Linked DNA regions of Mus musculus: region 1 is linked to region 2. Evidence: chromatin contacts called from public HiChIP or PLAC-seq data. All regions are on one chromosome and are shown on one strand. The core of a region is the stretch at or near the end of the contact, and the rest is flanking DNA. Distances in the headings are between cores, read along the strand shown.

Region 1 (2,700 bases), core at 22-2,521, 590 kb before region 2:
CCAGAGAAAGTTCTTACCTAGGCCTTGACCCTGGAGCTGGTCCCAGGGGGAGAGCTAACATTTCAGATAAAGACCCAAAGGGCAGAGCACTCTGAGCCAGGCCAGCCAAGTCTGCTGAGCCAGTTGCCATTTTACATATTGAGAAAATAAAATCAGCAAACAGTAAAACAGCCGAAGTTGCTATTTTTCTTTCATCCAAGAGCTCTCAACACAGAGACTGTCCTTAGAGGCCCAAAGACAAATGGAATTGCTTAGCCTGAAGATGGTTGCTTTCACGGACCAATGGAAACCATAAAAGCCAAGACACAAAATGTTACTTGTGCATTTGACCCAGATACCATTCTTTACTGGGAAGAACAGGAAAAGAGCTGTGGCTTTCTGAGAAGGGCATCTCCTTTGTCTCCGCCTCATGTTGCCCCTCCTCTCAGTGAGAACAGTGAGATGGCAAAATTTCTCAGCTCAGTCATAAAGAGTCTCTTAAAAACTAGTCCTTCATTTTTTTTTAAAGCTCAAAATCAATAGAAGAAATCACACAAAGATCAATACTTTCAACTCCATAAAAATTAAAAAGTACTCTATGTCAAAATTCCACACAACCCAAATTTAAGGCCGACAGTAAATAGAGAAAAATACTCACTACAGTGGAATTCAATTTAATTCAGTTCGACACATGTCTGTTGTGCTCCCTCAGGTAATGAGAATGGTTAAGTATTGTCGGGAGTGTGGGGAGCTGCCAACCTCAGGACACAGGGAAGGGGACAAGGAGACTGACCTTCCCAGTGTCACTGTCAGTGACAGGGCTATGCAGGATGTAGAAGCACCCCAGGAGAAAGACAAGAAAGTGTACCTGAGGTTGTGGTAGGGCTTGACTCTGAACTGCAAGCCCACATTTTGAGTGATTATGTCCCAGCCAGTGGTACTATTTAGAAACCACATTGAATCCTTATGACCTGGCAGAAGTGAGTCACTGGGGCTGGGCTTTGAAGGTTATAGCCCAACTCTTGTTCCCAAGGGTTCTTTCTGTTTCTTGGTTCATCATGATGTAAACAGCCTTCCATGCTTTACAATACAGGAATCCTTCAAAAGTTCCACCTGAAGTACTTTCTCCCTGTACTCTTTGCTTTCTGTCAACTTGGCACAAGTTGGGGTCATCTCAGAGGAGGGAACCTCAACTGAGCAAATGTCTCCATCAGATTGACTTGTGTGGGGCTTTTTCTTGATTGATGATTGATGTGTGAGGCCCTGCCCACTCTGAGTGGCTCCACCCTGGGCAGATAGTCCTGGGAGGTATAGAGTAGCTAACCATGAGCCCTAAGAGAAAGCCAACAGTCACCATGTCCCCAAGGCCTCTGCTTCAGTTCCTGGCTTCAGGTTCTTGCCTTGACTTCCTGCCCCGAGTTTCCTCCATGATGGACTGTAAGCTTTGAGATTAAATTAACCCTTTCCTCCCCACATCACTTTTGATCGTGGTATTTACCACAGCAATAGAAAGCCAGCAAAGAGGTCCCTTTACCAGTTTCCTCCGAGCATCTTGCAGCACAAAAGCATCTCATGCTGTTAGCCTGGATTTCAGAAAAAGCTCCCTGAAGATACTTCCTTAGTCCTGATAAAAGCTGAGCAGGCAGGATCCAAGGCAACAAGAAGAGGGCACACAGAACCGCGACTGAAACAGATAAAGACAAGGGGGCATGAACACCGTGGTGTGCGTGGGTTGATGGAGATGGCAGAGTATGTCATACAACACTGGGAGTGCTGGAGACAAGGCTGCCCACCTAAACAGGACTAATTCATAGAAAATTTCACTCTGTCCTGTAGCTGATGGGCAGCCATGAGAGGTTCTGATTTGCTAGTAAACCATTTTCTTGCCTTTGGACATACGTTTTAAACCCACCAACAAGGAGCTTTGTAAGTAGGTGCTTAGAATTAAAGGTTTTAATGGCAAAGGGGGAATGTGGTCTTTGCTAGCTGACTTCCTCACTGAGGACACGGTGGAGTTGGGACATCACAGGTGCACAGCAGAGAGGCAAGGGAAGTAGTACTGTCCGTGTGGCAGCTACAATGACAACAAGAACAGACTCTGCTCCTACCCTTAAATATGCTCAAGGAAGGTGACCTTGAGAAAAGCAAAATGACATTTGGCCTGCTTTTATGTGTCAGTGGGAAAAGTACACCATATGGAAACCAAAGAGAGGCCTTTCTGCTTTAAAAAAAAATTATTCTAATTCCCTGCATATTTTATGCAGGGAAAAGAACTAAATTAAAATGAGTAAGAATAGCCTACAAGATCCTTAATTGATAAGGAAAGAAGAGCTCATTTAGTTAGTGGCTGTCTTGAATAATATCTACCGGAAAGGGTGTAATCTAAAGATGCCTGCGGATCAAGACAGAAAGAACCCGAGAAATAAGGCAGCAGTCAAGAAGAATTCCATAAATTAAATCATAGTTTGAAAGGATGAAGTCATGTTAACGCTCATTACCATATTTTAATTTCATGGTGATTAAAATTATAATGTAGCATGTATTGCCACTTAATTGATCTGCCAACACCAAGTATTTGCAAGTTTCTTTTTGTTCTCTGAAGTCATAAACTATCTATTCTCTGCTGCATAATTTCAGGGGTAATTTTAAACCATAAATATTTCTCTTTATTAAAATTCTCAGGAATTAGAACCTAGATCTCTATTTATTTATATCTGCTTT
Region 2 (2,700 bases), core at 81-2,580:
CAAAGGGCCCCAGGCTCCCAGGTAGCTGACATCACCAGCCTGCACCAAGCTTAGCCAGGAAGACAGGTCTTAAACCATGTCTGACTCATGAAGGAAGCCAGCAAAGGACCTAGATCAAGTCTACAAGACCATTCCATCCTGCCCTCCGGTACATGGCATGTGTTCATCAGAAGAGGAGAGAAGGGACAAAGAGGGAGAAGAAAGGAAAAGAAAGGGGAAGACACCCAATAGGATGCAGAATTCAGCCTTCTTGAACTCCTGCAAGACTAGTAACATAACAGCATTATGGAAGTGTTTTAGAAGAGGATTCTGGGAAGGAACCTCTGTTTCAAAGGCAGCTCACTAACGTGACTCATCAAACCACCGTGAGCCATGGAGAGATGCTTGAGAGAGCAGGCGCCTCTCTGAGGAAAAGTGCGTACTCCAGTGGTAGACTCGCTCACCCAAGGCTGACACACTTCCCTGGAAGAACAAGTTAGCAAATGGTGATTATTTCAAGTCACCCACACCCAAGAGACACCTTCTCGGTATGTGGTTGTCCTTAAGGGACATCATTAAACTCTGGTGTTCTGTAGCCCAGTTGGTCATCAGATAAATCATCAGATTTCCTTGGAGGAATATCTTTTGTTTTTTGATTTTTAAAAAAAATAGACAATGTGTGTGAATATGTATGTATGTATGTATGTATATGTGTATGTGCATGTCTGCGTGTGTGTTTGTGTGTGTGTGTGTACAGATGGGGTGTGTGCACATGTATGAATGTTTTCCTGCCTTCCTTTTTTCTTTCATATATACTTTTTATCTTTTGAGACGGTACCTCAGAGCACAACACAAGCTGGATTTGGACTTCGGATCCCCTTGCCTCAGCCTCCCAAGTGCTGAGATTACAGACATGCCCCATTGCCCAAGGCCTTGCATGAATGTACTCTGGTTGTCTTGCTGTCTGCCTCTCTCCGGGACAGAAACTCTTCTAGAAGCCCTTTTTGAGGTCAGGCAGGCCAGCTGTGTCTTGTGGATTTTTGTACCGCAGACAGGAAGGTCTCCATCTGGCTTGTTAATGACAACCACATTTTCAAAACCTCAGACTGGGGCCCAGTGTCTGACCAAGGCTGGGCTTCTACTTCATGAATATAATCATGTGCTCTTTTCACTAAGGGATAGAATGACATCACTTGTCATTAGCCTTTTGCAGAGAATTGTGACAGGATGTTGGGACCACCAAGAACTCAGTGACAAGTGCCTTTGGAACTCCCTTCCAGAGACAGTGATTTGGGAAGCTGGTGCAGTCCTGACTCAGGCACGAAGCTTCTATGCCTCACAGACCGAAGCAGCCTGGGCGACTCGGCATAGCTTAGGGTCCACTGTGGCTAATGAGCTCACTCTTGGGCTGCCGGCCCGGCCCGCCGGTCTGCTGCAAGCTGCCAGCGTCTCAAGCTGTGAATCAGCCTAGGCTGACACTTGATTCAGCATGGCCAAGGAACCTTGGGAACCTCCCCAAACCTGAGCACTTTAGTCCAGAGCTGGAGAGTCACAGGGAAGTCTACCCACCCCAACCTTCCTCTGCCTCCCAGCTACCCTGCTCTTCTGAGAGATTAGAATCCCTGCCATTGTTCTGAAACCCTTAGTTCCACCCACGGTGGCCCTGCCCTGTTGAGGAGGCTGTGGGCTTTGGAAAGGATTCACAAGCGCGCACACACACACACACACACACACACACACACACACACACACACTGTTTCTTTGAGATCCCACTGAATTAAGCTCCTTTGTCCTTCACTTAATTCCAGGGGAGTTAGTCAGCATTAATGGGGTGGTATCTCGAGCTACTTCCCTTTCTGCCTGGAAGTCCACCCACAAGCTTCTTCCAAACGCCACAGGTTTTGTGCCTATTTGTTCTGTGAGTTAACTCTTAAAGGACCTCACAGGAAGAAGAGAAGGCAGCGATGCTCTGAGGGCCCTCATCAGGACCACTGCACATTTTATCCATTGACTCTTTACTGCTGGTGCTGAGGTAGAAATTATTATGCCATTTTCTCGATAAAGAAGCTGAGGCCAGATAAACTATGTTCTCTCCTCCACTCAAGGTCACAGAATTGAGAGTGGATCCTATAATCAACTGAATCCTTACGCACAGGTCCTTAATGTCTAATAATTTGATACCACCAAGTTGGCAAAAGTGTTGTCTGAGGATATCTGTTTCTCAAGTGGCTTTGGCTTAATTTTCCTTAGCATACATTGATTGATTGATTGTATTAGTTGGGGGAAGGTTTTGTGCCACAATAAGGGTGTGGAGACCAGGGGACAACTTTCAAGAATCAGTTATTTCTCTCTACAAAGAGGCTCTCACGGATCCAACTCAGGTGCTCAGGCTTGTCAGCAAGTGCTAATTTTTAATTTTAATTTCCTCCCCAAACCCGTCATTTTAGGAAAGCTGTTGACTCAGTAGCCCTGTTCTCAGTCACAGAGTAACATTTTGTGCCGTGATGACACATGGCACAAACTTCAGGAAGGGTGCGGTCACCCGTGTGACCGAGCTACATGTCAGCCTGGAGACGGGGAGAAAGCTCAGAATTGGCCCACTACTGCCTCTTCTTGTGGTCCTCAAGCTTGCAGTGTCTGTCTGCCATGCTGGTGCTGCCTACCCTCCCTGCCCGGTGTCCACCACATTCTCCAGTTTCTCTTTCCCCATCCTACTGAAAC

What was found. HiChIP or PLAC-seq counts read pairs in DNA pulled down with a chosen protein or histone mark.
Region 1: a FOXA1 HiChIP or PLAC-seq map of pancreatic cancer cells shows a contact between it and region 2. The contact joins two enhancer-like sites. A contact is called at or near these places in 1 of 115 datasets of contacts at active chromatin or transcription factors (pancreatic cancer cells) and 1 of 9 other capture datasets (embryonic stem cells).

Annotation. Positions count from the first base shown.
Region 1 is chr7:113,733,637-113,736,336 of GRCm38.p6, reverse strand. No RefSeq gene overlaps it. Among named protein-coding and RNA genes, the nearest start is that of Gm5600, 24 kb to the right of the region's middle. Within about 2 kb of position 1,271, at least 6 of the 459 cell types and tissues checked have an H3K27ac peak or open chromatin away from gene starts, as enhancers often do. A contact at or near this core is called in pancreatic cancer cells, where this site is marked.
Region 2 is chr7:113,146,586-113,149,285 of GRCm38.p6, reverse strand. No RefSeq gene overlaps it. Among named protein-coding and RNA genes, the nearest start is that of Gm33659, 3.7 kb to the left of the region's middle. Within about 2 kb of position 1,330, at least 142 of the 459 cell types and tissues checked have an H3K27ac peak or open chromatin away from gene starts, as enhancers often do. A contact at or near this core is called in pancreatic cancer cells, where this site is marked.